Linked DNA regions of Zea mays: region 2 is linked to region 1. A link is a contact called in public Hi-C data. All regions are on one chromosome and are shown on one strand. Each heading gives the region's core, a stretch centred on a gene start, on an enhancer-like site or on the middle of the called end of the contact. The rest is flanking DNA. Distances are from core to core; before and after follow the strand shown.

Region 1 (7,846 bases), core at 1,833-4,332:
CTGCTCCAGAACCTGGCCATCAAGAACAGAAAACATTTAGAAGCAATATAAACATTGTACATCCCTGAGTCACTAGGTCACGGTTTTGAAACAGCCTCTCCGCATTTGCGGGGGACGCTTGCCTCGATTTATCCCTTCCCTAGACCTCACTCATGTGTGAGCCTCCAGCACAGGTCTGCCCCTTTTTCAATAAAGATTGTACATCCCTGATGACATTTGAATTAGGGTCCGTTTAGCAGGGCTCTGGCTCGCCGAAAAACAGCTCTAGCTCTGGCTTTTTTGGTACAGGTGAAGCCATTTTGCAGATTGTTTGTCAGAAACAGCTTATCCCAGAGCCAGAGCCATGCGGTAAAGGGGCAGGCCTCCCTAAGAGATGACTGTGCCTTATGCTGCAATCTGTGTTTGCGGCGAGGGCATGGTGTACTGGGGTCACCCCATAGCCATGGCGTATGATGGAATAGGGGAAGGCGACGGCAGCATGGGCAACAGATGAATGGGCAGACATGGTGCCGTTAGGGCGTTGGGTGGGCGGATTGAGCCTGGAAGGGGGAACGGGGCCGATGCCGGTGGCGTCGGCAAGCATGCAGCGGCGGCGGAAGGGTGGTATGGGACGTGTGCCCTGGCGGTGGAAAATTGGTGGAGAGGAAGGCGTTGATGGCCGCCACGGAACTACAGAGATCGGCAACCGCCTGGGCTATGACTTCCAGGATGAGGGTCGACGCCATCGTCGATGACGCGATGGCAGGTGCTGAGGCGGTCGGTGGTGGCGCAGAGGACGCCGGAGGTGAGGCGGTGATGGGTGGAGGGCCCGACATCTCCGATACCATATTGTTATGGGCGGCAGATGGTTGCGAGGGTTTGAGGGCGCCGGCTAGGGTTAGGGGCGCTGGGGAGGCCGGGCGTAGGGATTTCCCCACAGCCGGCAAGAGAGAAGGGATTTCCTTCTAATTTCTTGCTTACCTTCAATTGATACAATCCCGCTCCTTGTATAGAGAGGGTTACTTGACCTCTAAGCACTAGATCTAATCTTATCTCTAATTCTAATCTCATCCCAAACCAACCTTATCTTTATCTAACCAACCTAAGGGCGTGCTACAGTATCGTCGTTACTGTAGCGGCAGTGTAGCGGGCCGCTTGGACCCTGACACTCGTGGGCCTAGGCACATTCCTCTGTCTTGTGATAGTATTACACTTAGTCGTATTGAGCCCCCCGTTCCCATGGGGCCTCCAGCACCGAAGGGTTTGACGAGACGAGGAACTAGAGGCCAGGATAGGGCCCCAAGCATCTAAGTGCAGTTAAGTGCTTCTGGGGGGGCAGAGGCAGGACTACCCCAAGCACCTATATCCTTCATAGTGTCCCAGAGCATGAAGGACCCCGGGGACTTAGACTCATGAGCACCCCGAGGCACGAGGGGCCCCAGGGGGCTTTGAATTGCTCATCAGTACCATGGGGCACAAGGGGCCTCGAGGACTTAGATTATAACAGAGACATCAGGGGCACTAGGGACCTCAAGCCTTAGAGTGCCCCGGGGCATGGGCCCCGCCTATGATGGTACTAGTGATTGGGCTGACTTCCTAAACCGAGATCATTGAGTATTGGTAGCGGATAGAGATATGGCTTTCATTGGGCACTAACAGTGCTAAATTGCTGAAACTTGAGGTGCATGAGATGATTTGCATTAAATTAGAAGTATGAATGAGAACTGCCAAAATCAAAAGTATTCATGGGGATTTGAAATATCAGATAAGTATAGGTGGTGCAGTACAATTTCTTTAAAATGGCAATAGAGGGTTGCTTATGTGGAATAAGGGGAAGAACTATAGCTAAAGAAAGAAGGGCTATGACAGAAAATTCATCATTTATTAAGTCCTTAGGAAAGGTATGTTATATTTGTATAGTTATAAATGTAGAAGTCACTGTGCTCATTGTTGATAGAATTAAGAAAGAATCAGAAATTTTTATGTCATTAAAAGTTCAGACGGTATATAAATAAGTAAATAACTAGGAAGAAAACAAGCCATTTCTTCTTAATAAGAAGGGCACAACTGGAGGAACAGTTTCTCCACTACTTCATAATAAACAAAACCTAACCTGAGGATATGTAAACATTCAGATGCTGTGTTCAATGCAGATGTCCTACTAGAGAGGCCTTTCATGCATGCGCCTTCAATCGAGCATTTGACAAGCTTGTCAAGAAACTTCAACATTGCAAGCGAACCAGAAGGGTTAATCTCCATATTTGTTTTGGACATGACATCATGAATCTGCAAAAGTAAAATTAATGCACGGATTTCAGTTCATACAAGAAGTATAGATGTCACACTGATAGAATATTTGAATCATATCAGTAGCCTAACCCGATATAATTGGACTAAAAAACACATTGCTGTGAAACAGCAAAATGGCTAAAACCATAGTCTCAAGGCTCCAACTGATTGTAGCTGGGCCTTGTTTTGCAGCATGCTGAAACTGAATTCTAGCCACGGTACCCTTATTGACCATCACAGAACACAGACGACCTACAGTTACTATAGACTAATCGTCGGTACATATACATTTCCAGCATGTCCTGCGATAGCCACCTATAATAGGTCGACCGAGCGGAAGCACATAACCATTACCAGGTGGCAGACACCGCGCAGCGCGTCGCCGGCGCCGGGGCAAGGGGCCGCCGCCGCGGCCGTGTCAGCGAGGAACGCCACATCCGAGCCCACCTGCACGGACAGGCGAAACACCACAGCGAGTGAGATCGAGCCGAGCCGAGACGAGCAAAAGCGGGAGATCAGGAGCCGCACCTCGTGAGGGGGGAGCCCGGCCGCGGACGCGGCGAGCGAGGGCGAGGCTGGGGTGAGGAGGACTTGGCGGAGGAGCTCGAGGAGGGCCGTGGGCGACGGCGAGGCGAGGGACTCGTCGCGGAGGGTGAGCAGCGCGGTGCGCCACGGACGCGCGCCGCCGCCGGAGGCCGAGGCGGAGGCCATCATCGGCCGCCGCCGCCGCCGGTGAAGCTGCGGGCTTGGGTTTGGTGGCCGAAGCGCACGTAGAGGAGGGAGAGCTACCGGTTTGGGCTCCACCGTCTGGTCGGAAGCAGCGCTCCGAAACCGCGTTCCTACTGTCCTTTTCCATTTTAGCCCATGCGGCCCACGGACTATGATGTCTGTGGGACGGGCTTGGACGCTACAATGTCCACAGAAATATACTTGCTCTAAGACCCATCATGATGACTACACAGCGGTAGGCCAGATTATCAATGAGCTAGATAGGCCGTGATTCCGCGAGCCCCTTGTAAAAAAAATGAACAAGGGCCGAAAAGGTTTTAGGTGTATTGTACACAGTTTAAATATATGAGATTTATACTTTACAAAATGGTAAAAAAAGGATAGTTTAAACATGTGTATAAAGTGTGAAGTAGTATAAAATTACTCAACTAAACATATTCGATATTTCCACGCCCCCCATCTCTAAAAGTTTGTAGAGCAAAAGCCGTGTCAATTGCTGCCAACAAACATCCTTGAAGGTTTCGTGTGATACGGCTCACATGAGCAACTCCAGCTTTCCCAATATAGCACTACAATAAAGGGGGTGTTTGGGAACAAAGTTTTTCTGCAGTATTGAAGCAATACTGTAGTATTGAGCAATACTGTGGTATTATATACTTTGAGGTGTTTAGCAACTCATCTGAAATCTCTGTATACTAAATTGTAGTATTGTAAATACTGCACTTGTTTTGCAGTTTTGGAAACTTTGGTCTCAGCCAAAGTTTTTCTCTGTAAAGAGAGCGCCAGCTGGGTCCCGCTCTGGTTGATTGGTCTCAACCAAAGTTTTTCCCAAACACCTTGATGTATTGGATATTGTTGTATTCGAAAACTGAAGCATTGTAAACTGTAGTAATGTCATGACTAAAGTATACTTTAGTATTTGAAAAACTGCAGTTTAGAAAAACTGTGTTCCCAAGCAGGGCCAAAGATGTCAAATAAATTATACGATACTGCAATATCCACGTGTTTGGTTACCGTATAATTCAAGCACATGAGCCTAACCAGTATTAGTAGAACCGTGATGAGTTCGTGCTGACATTTTTTTGGTTGTTTGTATAAACTAGATACAGACTTTGTTTGGTTGTCTGTACTAGGACATATATTAGAGAAGAGTGTATAAATAAACCTCTGAATATTATATAGTAAGACTAGTCTAGTTTTGTTCATAAAATTTGTAGGAACATAAATACAAAATCGGCTTCATGAATAATTTTTTTAATTAGAAGATATAACAGAAAAACAAACCAATAAACATTCTCGTTTTACGTGCCGCATGCAGGGACCGGATGAGTGCAATCTGGGCGCGTGCTTAGGGCATGTACAGTGGTGTTTAATGTGGAGGCTCTTAAGGTATTTAAGGGGTTATTTGCAAAAAAATCTTAGAACCGTCTCTCCGTGAAGAGACGCCTCTGACACGTAAACCAAGTAGCAACAGACGTCTCACTTCCCACTGTACAAATTTGTCGTCTGTTCTATTGATCTGATGCTATACAAATACATTTAATTCTGTATTTATTAATAAACTACGTTTATAGACACTCCATTGTACAATAGAGTCTCTTAGTTGTCTCATGTGCTTGGAGAACTGTTTTGGTGTCTCTCCACTGTACATGCCCTTAGGCGAGCTGGGGCGTATGGGGCGGGTCTGGCTAAAAGCCAATATTTATATCTGATGAACCTGGATCCGTAGAGAAGTGTACCAAACAACAAACACTTTACGAATATGCGTCTGCAGGTGCGCATGGCCAACGGTCAACCAAACAGACGGTATATATATTATTCTGTTAGCCTTGTGACCTTGATGTACGGGAAAAACATGCATCATTATTCTCATGAGCGTCTCCAACAGTTTATTTATATAATTATCCTAAATATTGTTTTACACAGAGTATAGTTTAATTATGAGAATGAAGGTAGCCTTAGGCGGCACACATGTATTGCTCTCGTAGTTATACAAGAATATTTGCATATATGCATACTAATTAATACACATGTCATTTCTTCTTCTTTTGACTAAGTACATGTACATGTACATTTCTTGGGAAACTGGCTCGATGATTCATGCACACGGATACTAGCTACCTTGCATTGTCCCCATCGACGCTTATGACTCACTTCTTTTCTACTAGGACAGGCAAATATTATTCTCCGTGGACGGTATTATTTTAGACATTTTAGTAGACTAACAAACATGTCCATACGTCGAAACAGAACGTGTAGCCGCTTTTATTGTGTTGCCATTAAGGTGATTTGCGGTTCAAAGATTTATTCAACGTACGATCGACTCATCTGTTCGAATACAATACATCTCGAGGCCAAACTGGTATATTTAAGGTGTGTGATAGCTCTTATCGAACAGTACACATGCAAGTTTAAGCTGTACTACGTTATATCTAGATACATATATCAGTAAGATTGTAGATCTAGAAATGTTAAAATGTCTTATAATTTAGACAATAATACTCCCTCCAACCCTGAATGATTTGGTTCATAGCAAGTTCAGAACGGGTTAGCATAGTAGAGAAGAGACCATGTTCTACTTCATTAACCGGAGTAGTTGCACAATCACAAGTGGTTATTCCAATAACACGCTAAGGGGCTGTTTGGTTCGTAGCTAACTACGCCACACTTTGCATAAAGTTAGTCATTCAAATTGAAAAATTAACCTTAGACAGAAAAGTTAGACAAAGTGTGGCAAATTAGGCACGGAACCAAACATGCCTTAAGTACAACATTTACCAATTACCATACATATCCAACCCCAACACTGAATTAGGAGATTATGGAGGGTTAGAAAATACAAGACGTGAGAGAAGACGCATCAAATGCGAGGAGACTTTAAGAAGAAGGGCAAAAAAACAACGAGTTGCTGATGCATACAGATCAGATACCAAATCTGCCCGGGCTGATGGAACGCGGATCGGACATACAGAATGCGTGCGTCTCTCTCGGGCGGCACCTCCGGCCACGCCACTGATGATTGGTGGGCAAAAGAAACACATGAGAGACAAATAAATAAATACACATACACTTGAAATTTTGAACAGGCCGTTTGAACGAGTCGTCGTCCCCGGCGTGTTTCCATCCATGGGCCATGGCACCCGGATATTCCTAGCTTATACCATGAACGAGATATGTATGACTCGGATTACGCCATGGCAACACGCCAACAACACCTGAGATGTTTCTGCACGCGCCGCTGGTCCGGTGGCCACTGAGAAAACGAACAAGAGAGCCGGCAGCATATGCCTGCCGCAGCGCGCAACCGTCCGAGACCCGCCGTCTGACAGCCGCGGAGCTGCGAAGCCGAGGTGGCAACTCCTGTCCCCAGATTCTGGAGAATGAACCCATTGCGGTTCCCTTCCTCATCAGCCAAAACATCAAACCCCGTCGAAAACCACCACCACCGAGCCAGATGCGGAGATCTTCAGCAGCCTGCACAAGAGTATTCCGGTGAAGCTGTTGTTAGTCACTCATTCATCGTCAGTTGAGAATGAACGCACGCTGCAAGAGAGAGCCCTCCCCTTTTGGCGCTTCTCTGTTTGGAAGCAAACGCATCAGCGAAGCGTTTCCAGGCCGCCAGCGCCAGGCGAAGACAAGCATTCGGGGCTGGCCGCGATGACATTGCGACATGGACAGCCGCGCGTGTCCTATGCGCAGTCTCAAGGGGGCATATGCCCGAATCATGCTCCAGTTATTCCTCGACACCCGCCTTGGTCTTGTAAGCGCTCTTCAACCTATTGCATGCGTGGCGTGCAGACCGGACCTGACCTTGTGCGTTCCTAACATGCACGGTTGTCGTACTAGGGGCAAGAGGCGAGGGATCTTTTAGAGTAGAGTGAGATTCAAGACACTGATTTAACTTTCAGATCGAATATTTCAGATGGGACTTCCATTCTCGTAGGAGATGTGTGGCAGTGCCAATATTAAAAAACTTCAGAAACTGATAGTCAGAAACAGTATATATTTATATTTTTTTCATCAGAAGTACCCTAGTCCCTAACTTAGAATATGAGTGAAAGAAAATCTCTACTGACACACACACACAAAAAAAAAAAATAGAATGCATGAAACGACGTCTTCATTGCTCTTTCGTGACTAGAGGGAGTACCTGATTAGCCCATTTGATGGAATGGCTTGTTGCTGTTTCCTAGTAGAGATAACATGCAGATTAATGAAAATTAAGCATCTTCCCTCCTCCTCTCTTATTTACTCCATCTGGGAGGATCACTGCTGGGTTTTCAGTTTTCTCAACCCAAATCAAATTTCCAGTAAGCCACGCCTTTGTTGTTTCCCCATCTAGACCTTAATGAATGAAAGAAACTGTCAGCTTAAGAAAGAAAGAAAGATCATTATGTATATGTACAAGTAGAACCTCGGGAGTACCTACTATAGTGCTTGTTTAAAGCCAGACTATTTTACCTCCAACATTGGAAATGCCTGCTATTATAGTGTTTTTTTAAGCCTCTTGGGAGAATATGGTTGTCAGTATATACATCTGCATGTAAACTGGCATGCCCAAAAACGCACCGTCTATGCATATATATATAATAATACTGATGCCATCTATGCTAGCTATGCATCTCCCTTCCCATATATACTGCGGCTCTACCGCAAAACGTTCACAAAATCCACTGGGGGGAAAAGGATGGCCATGAGGCCCATGAGCTACTATGAAGACCACTCGATGTCATCATCTCATGCCGATGACACGGATGAAAGGAAGAGCACGGTTTCAGCCTCCCCCGAGGCTAGCGCCGACGAGGAGTCGTTCTCATTCTTTGGGCTGCTTTACTACGCCGACACGGTA
Region 2 (7,846 bases), core at 2,175-4,674, 160 kb before region 1:
CACGGTCCAGGGACACTGTTCCCTATGTCTTAGAAATTTTACCCAGGCACCCCTGTACTCTCTGGAAAATGAGGCCCACTCCAGAATGGTATTTAACCCGAGAATTTAAATTATAAATTGATTTTTAATGTATAAATAATGTCTAGAACTTATAAATTCATTGTTAATTCAAATTAACCCATTCCAGTTTCTAAAATTTTGTAATATTATTCTCTATCACATAGAGTCTCTGTTTTGTCATGAAAACAACAGTAAAAATAAATTCTCACTTAATCCTATTTTAAGCACATAAAACCTTTGGAAATTCATATCTTAAAATCTATAACTCCAAAAATTATGATTCCTGTTCCTAGGACTTTATTTTAATGTGTAGATTATTACTGTGTATTTTGTTTATATGTTTGGTGTGATGTTCATTTTCTCTATATATACTATGCTTGTTTGTATTGTGGCGAGTAGAAGAGCCCGTGACTGAGGATCCGGGTGAGCAGCAGATAGAAGTAGCTGAGCAGGAGCTCATTGAAGGCAAGTTGTGCCCTTGACCACTTTTTACCCAATAATGTTCTTTAATGTCACTTACTCATGCATAGGTTTAATTTTGATGGGACCCGATAGGTCACCCTAGATTGTTTATCTCATTACCTTGTTTACCCCTGAATCACTTGGGTAGTTTGCTATTGCTTTACATGGTTCTGGGATAATCATTTATTATATCTAAGTTCCAATTCTTTTGTTATTATATTTATGTTCATGTCAAGATCATTAATGTTAATTGGAACATAGAGCTTAACTTGAGAAACATGTGCCACCACAAGGGAGGAATGGAACCCCTTGGCTAACTAATTAGGAAAGCTAGTGGAAGACTACCTTACCTGAAAGGAGCAAGGGCAGTAGGGGAGTTGCATGCAAGGAGGTTCTCGGGTTGATTTTGCTACGATGGTGGTCAGACGGGGGATTCTTGCAAGTGCTCTTCCCATAAACTGTAGCGGGTTTTCGGAAGCTAGTGGAACTTTGTAAAGGCGTCGTAGTGTTTCCCTGCCTTGCTTCCTAGGTAGAGGTGTATAGGAGTCGTGATCCCTTGGCAAATGGGTAACATGACTTGTGGGTAAAGGGTACAACCTCTGCAGAGTGTAAAACTGGTATACTAGCCGAGCTCACGGTCATGAGCAGCTCAGGACTCTCTGATGATTAATTTATGGAACTTAAATTCAATTTTATCATTTGCATATGCATGGGATTATTATTAAATTTTGTTCTATTACTTTATTTAAGGTTTGGTATTTACTTACATCTAGTAACTGCTAATAAAATTTTGACCAACTAATTAAAAGCAATGCTCAGCTTTAACCCCTGTTGTTGACTAGCCTTACACATCACATGAACTCCCATCTTTGGTGAGTTCATGCCCACTGGTTCCCCACAATTTGTTGAGCTATGATCATGTGTGAGCTCACCCTTGCTGTCTCACACCCCCACAGGAGAAGAACAGGTGGTTCTGGAAGAGCCACAAGGCGAGGAGTTTGATCTGATCTAGATGGCATTTCCCCAGTTGACTTCTGCGTCAAGGACGATCCTTAGTTCGTTTTATATTTATATTTTATTTTGTAATAAGACTTCTGCTATGTAATAAATACTCTGATTATTGTGACATTTATCTCTATACACTCTGTTATTATATATGTTATCTTCTTGGCGTATGTATGAGATGCACCCGGCTTTGTTCCTTAAAGACGGGTGTGACAGTTTATCAATCTGGCGTCGATCTGGCGGATCTGGTCGAAGAAGCCGACGTCGTAGACGCCGGAGGCGTCGGCGAAGTGCAGGACGCCGGCGAGTCGGTGCTTCTCGACGTGCGCGAGCGCGGCGTTCCGCTGCACGTGAGCCTCGGTGTCGGCGGTGGTGAAGTTGTCCTCGGGCTTGAAGGCGAGGTGCCTGTACATGATGTCGGTGCCGCGGAGCACCTCGGCGGTGGCGGGCGCGTCGGCGGCGGGCTCGACGACGACCCAGACGACGGGCGGGCTAAAATTTGAGTTAAACTACTTGAGAAAGTATTGGAATCTAATTTTTACCTCTCAATTATGTGTGTCCTTGATCTAACATGTAGCTATTATGATATATATAAACCGTAGCAATGTGCAAGTATTGTACTATCATATAGAGAAGTCTGTATGATATTAAAGGTTGCAATGTAGTGGTCTCGTTGCAACGCACGGGCACTCACCTAATATATATATAAAAGTGAAGGAAAAGGTGTGTTGCTTGGCGAGATAACCGTCACATCCATTGGGGGATTGAGCATATGTCATATTTTCCAATAGATGTGATGCGGTGTGGTTAGGGGTGATAACGGGCTCTAGATTTTACACTACAAAATGTAAGCAAAATTTAAGGATCGAATCGGATTATAATCAGCCTCTATTTGTATTCATTTTTGAACTAGAATTTTTAAGAGTCTCAAGGAAAAATTTGGATCGCCCGCATTGTGGTAAGGTCCAAGGTGATGTGTTGTGTTTATTTTGCCATTAGAGGATACAATCGGGTCATGAGAGGATGCAATTCGAGGCAACGGTTGGGCGGAGCTAGGGCAGAGGCGTCGTGGCAAAGTGGTCGTTGGTAACACTGTGGTCAGGAGAGGGTAGGAATGAGATCGCGGCGGCGTGAGGTGAGGTAGCGAGAGCCGCCGACCACCGGTAGTGGAAGCGCGGTCGAGGGGGCGGAGAGGAGGAGGCGGCGTGAGGTGGAGCAGTGCGCATGCATGATTGGTGAGGGCGGGGCGCCGGGGCCAAGGGTGCTATAAAACAATTTTTGGATACTCCTGGTCCTGGTTTAGCCCAATATCTATCGTACGATTATTCTCAGTTGCTATCAAGACTGCATCTTTGGCGATTGCCTCTCTAGTACATCTTCATCCAATAACACAACCATGGATCATGTATGAACTGGAGACTCGAAGCTCATCATCGTCTAGCAGTTCGTCTTGCAAGGGCAGTTGGCGGCGCACTCCGGCAACGACGCCCAGCACAGCTTGTCCTTGCTGCAGCAGAACAGCGCCGACGAATAATGGGGATTCTGGTTATTGTAGTGGCACCCGTTGAATATGTCGTTGTCCTCGTCGACGATTGCCTCGTTGCCGCCGCCGACGACGACCGTTGTCTTGCTCTTCCTGCCGTCGTCAATGCTCTGACCTGAACATCGCAAACAGACATGTAATCGATCTTCTCCATGTCCAAGGAAAAGGAACAGATGAACCGACGACGGGTACAAACCGAAACGTATATGGCCAAAATACGAGACTGAGTCGTGCACTACTTGCCGCTGATGGGTGTAGGACTCGCAGAGACGAATGCCAGAAGAACCAACGCAAGCAGGAAGAGTACTTGGCATCTGCAGCTGTGGCTGCGCTTCACGGATGTCGCCATTGTGACTGGGTGTGTTGAGGGTTGAGTACTACCGGCTGCTTCACCCTGCAGCCTGCAGGGTTGGTCTGGTTTATATAGCAGGAAAGATTAGCATGAGATAAATGCGCGGTATCCTGGTGGCTTCTTTCATTTGTCATTATTTAACGTTCGACTTCAATTTACCTCTAAACAAGGCAGTAAACCATTAATTCATTCAAATGCTACCTCGGTCCAACTTAAAATATAGTCTGAGTTATTAGGATAACTCTAGATGTTTGTTTATTTTACCCAAACTTAAAAAAATATTTTATTCCTAATTTCAAGTGTAGCTCGTTTAGTGCGAAATCCTTTTTGGATTGCCATATTCAATCCATTGGTACACGGAGACTCGTCTAAGGCTTTAGAGTTCAGCATATACGCGAATGCACTCGGCATGTACGCACATGGGAATGCGTAATCAGGAGACGTTAAAATTATCTTCAAACCAATTCTGTTCGCTGCAGCTTTAAACCAGTTAAACCAGCTGTTCGAACGCTACTGCTACAATTCAGAGATAAAATACTGTAAAAAAATAGAATCAGTTTCGGAATAAAAACTAGCACCGGCTGACACGGCGTTGCGTGCTCTGACAAGAACTAGATGAACTGACCACACAGGCGGAGCAGCTGTGATCTTGTTTGTTCTGTGTTGAAAACTTGAGATGCTGTTGGGGCAACTGCTGATAGGATCATAGGAGTCAGATACAGAAACTTTCCAATGCTTATATGCTGGGAGCTGTATACTTGGATCACAAGAACAGAAACAGACAACATCTTTTATCTATTATCTATCGTGATTCAATTACACATGAGGCTTGAGACAAACACTATGCAATGGCATCTATAAATAAGTCACGTTACAATCGTCCGGACCAACCCCTTCATCACAAACTACAGTCTTTCGGCATCTTGTGCATCTATACCAATCAACCTCTGTTTCATTAACAGAGTGCTATGTTTCTTTTTAGTTCAGAATGTACCATATATCTAATAACAGAGGCACAGGGCCGAAGCAGCTTTAGCACACTCAGTCTTTATCATTGACGGCTTCTTCAGAGTCTCTTAGCCACTCACGAAGCTTCAGCTCCTGCTCTTCTTTGAACTTGTTGTAAGCCTCCACTGTTTCCGAGACGCCGGTAGCAGGCAGGCTACGGTTTGCGGCCGTACCCTCTGACAACCGACTTGAAATGGGGAGCTCATCCTTCTCTGTATCTGGTGTAGATGCACCTTGCCCACCAGCTTGTGGCGATTCCAGGGCAGAAGACGACGCCGAGTTCTCGCTAGTATCATCTTTTGTTGCAAAATTAGGCTGCGGCCACCTGAGACCCGATGCCTTTTGCTTCGCCGTGTTGAACATTGAAGAGAGGTAGTTCCTGCTGCTACTTCCATTGGTAGAGCCCAGTTCGTCCCAAGTTCCTGAGCTTTTCCTTGACTGGAACCCCCAACTGGGGTTTTGGATCAACCTGATAGCAATGAAAGTTGTCTTAAAACAAACCATACAAGATGACGTTCAGCCAAAACAAGATATGTACAACAGGGCATTATGGGTTTGACAAGTGAAGTTCTATAGTAGTTTATTGGCTAAGAAGCAAGATCCTGGTTTGGAACCTAACTGGAGAGCTTATGCAAAAGATAATTAACTTCAGACTATATATAGAAGATATGAAGTTGGACTGCTCTTAAATGAATAAGGCAAAAAGGCCAAGACATTTTAGTCATAAAAAAGGTGAAGAAAAAAGTCTAGCATACTTGTAAAGCTAATAATCGTAAAAATAAAGTAAAGTTCCCAAGAATTAGTATATCTGTACCCTCTCTTTGGCTGGGTCTTTGACATTATTTGCAGTGATCTATTTATGTCCTTGATCATGTCATCAGCAAGTGGAAGTCCAAAATCAGCCATGGATCTCACAGCGCAAATAGAATCCTCCATGTCTTCAGTGTGCAATGTCACCTCACGCGTCTTCTCTACGAGCTTACCCTGATGACAGAAACAAAACTTGTGTTAGATCAAAGATCATGAAATGCAGCATCTTGATTTGTTGTACCAACTACCAATAGCAGACCACACCAACAGACGGTTCAGCAGATTTACCAGCAGCAAGACAAATATTACTTTGTTTGCTACAGAATTGTATTTGACTAATTCAGATGATAGTATGGCCCGTTTGGTTCCATTAGTCCTATGACTAAAGTTTAGCTCAAAGACTAAACTTTACTCCCTACCTTGTTTAGTTGTAGGGACTACACATATTCTAAACATTAAATGCAACACAAAAATACCAAAATACCTCTTTTCTTGTTTCACACCAGTTTTCTAGGCAAGGACAATTGGAGTAAATGTTGCCCTTTAGTCCCTTTTAGCACCCATGTGAGGGACTAGAACCAATTAGTCCCTACTTTAGTCCTTCCTTTTGGCAAAATTGAGACTAAACGGGACTAAAGATTAGTCCCTCTAACCAAACGGGCCTACATCTTATCTTACACTAAAAAAGTGGCACAAATTTGTGCTCATAAAGCCATTAAAAACAGTGAATAGTTTTCATGAAACTATATCCTGCAATCCTACACCACTGGAAACCTAGTTGCTAATCAAGCACAACACTAAAGCTTAACTGTATCCAAACTAAACCATATAGATACCCAACAGCAAGAAATTATATTAGACCAAGCACTTGAACGGTATCATGGTAATCTAGTAAGGATGTGCATAAACTCAAATCTGCGATGCAACCAACTAACAAGCTACTAGATATGCACACCCTAATTTGCTAGTAATGCAGCAAAGACACACAAAAGAATATCTTATTCTTTTCAGCTTGTCTCCCAATAAAGCACAAATCTTTGATTTCATCCATCCCTTGGGTGATATGCTTTCCTTACAGACAAATCGCCTCCTAATCCCCCAAAGCACAGCTCAACATGCGCAAAGGGAAGGAAGCGAAGCAAGGCCAGGCGGTGGACCTTGACGTCAAGGAGGAGGGGCATGGAAGCCCGGGCGTGCTGCTGGACGAAGTAGAGCCCGACGGAGGGCTCGTTGGCGACGTACTTGATCATTCCGTCCACGCCGTCCTTCACTGCACAGCCACCACCAGACGACCCAGGAAACAGGCGAAAATCATGCGGTAAGCGAGGTGCTCGACGGGAATCCCAGAAGAGTAGCGAGAATGAGAACGGGGGAGGGAGGTTGGTCGTCACGGTTACTACCGCGCAGGAAGCCGTCGGCGGGGGAGAGCGGCAACGACGACGCAGCGGCGGCGGAGGAGGAGGAGCGGTTGTGCATGTCCGCGCCCGCCGGCCGCCGACCATCACGGACTCGCCGCCGACCACTCAGCGAGGGGTTCTCAGATTCGCCGCCGCGTCGGAGAACGAACAGATGCGAAAAAATATCGATTTGGGAGCCTCCCCGTCTAGAGCTCCCTCTTTCTCTATCCTGCGGGGATGGAGGCCGAAGAACAGACAAATTATTGTGCTCGGTGCTCCTAACAGCTGCAACTACCCCGCGCACCATGGTCCATGGTGTTACCGGAAAATTAGGATTTTCAAGCATAATTTCCTACTTGTGCAATTCTTTTTTTTAACAAACTCCTGTAATTCTTCTTTGATAACGGGCTTGTTTGTTTCAGCTTCTGACCGTCAGAATCAGCTCGCTTTTGTGAGAATCGTTTTTAGTGAAAACCATCTAAAATTAACGTAAATATAGAATCTGCAGAGCCATCATGATAGTATGCATATCGTGATAGTATGCATCCGTCACTATCTTGATCTTAAACTCTATAAAATCATTTATCTTTCTATATATGTAATCCTCGTGACACTTAGATTTCTCTACAGAAAAACTGAAATGAACAGGGTCTATAAAGTCTCACCAAAGTTCTTGTTTTCTTAGAGCAACCTCAGTCGCCAAATCAATATCAGCAAAGGAGCGAATTGGATTTGTTTTTGTCGTTTGGGCCCCGTTTGAGTGTAGGAAACTTTCCTGTTTCATCTGTTTTTCTATAGAAATAACTGATTTTCATAAATTTTCTGTATAGTTTCTGCAAAATCCCTACTCCTACATTTCAACGAAGCTCTTCATAAATATATATGACGTATTTATTTGTCTTCAAATGCGTCGTGTTAAATTGGCACAAGTAAAAGTTTATTTTAAGTTGTACTCATGTATATATAGAATATGATTTACATGGCAAGTAACAATATTGTCTAGATTAGAGGGCGTAACCTCAAACTTTACATGCTAGGTAACAACATTACCAAGATTAGAGGCATGACTCTTTCTGTCGGTGTTTTGGGTCCGACCACACACCTGGGGTTGCCTCTCAAGGTGTTTTTTAGGAGTAGGACGGTGTTACCGACTGTAGCTCAATGGTTCGTGCCGGATGCACGAGAAATAGTAAACAATGGTTTACAGTT

Evidence for each region. Hi-C and Micro-C count contacts between places; a contact is called where the count stands out from the background.
Region 2: a contact with region 1 is called in a Hi-C map of leaf, with 3 times the contacts expected there. The contact joins the promoter of LOC541993 here to the promoter of LOC103641294 in region 1. A contact is called at or near these places in 2 of 25 Hi-C or Micro-C datasets (bundle sheath and leaf).

Annotation. Positions count from the first base shown.
Region 1 is chr10:81,857,408-81,865,253 of Zm-B73-REFERENCE-NAM-5.0, reverse strand. It overlaps LOC103641294 (HEAT repeat-containing protein 6), which reads right to left and starts at 3,082. Exons shown (of 29, transcript XR_004853185.1): 1 at 2,797-3,082; 2 at 2,623-2,715; 3 at 2,093-2,265; 4 at 1-12. It also overlaps the pseudogene LOC100383508.
Region 2 is chr10:82,015,947-82,023,792 of Zm-B73-REFERENCE-NAM-5.0, reverse strand. LOC541993 (androgenic embryo 3) reads right to left here and starts at 3,424. Exons shown (of 2, transcript NM_001111644.1): 1 at 3,314-3,424; 2 at 2,794-3,185. The coding sequence starts at 3,419. The coding sequence ends at 2,965. LOC100276076 reads right to left here and starts at 6,949. Exons shown (of 4, transcript NM_001149956.2): 1 at 6,641-6,949; 2 at 6,398-6,510; 3 at 5,245-5,414; 4 at 4,196-4,899. The coding sequence starts at 6,944. The coding sequence ends at 4,464.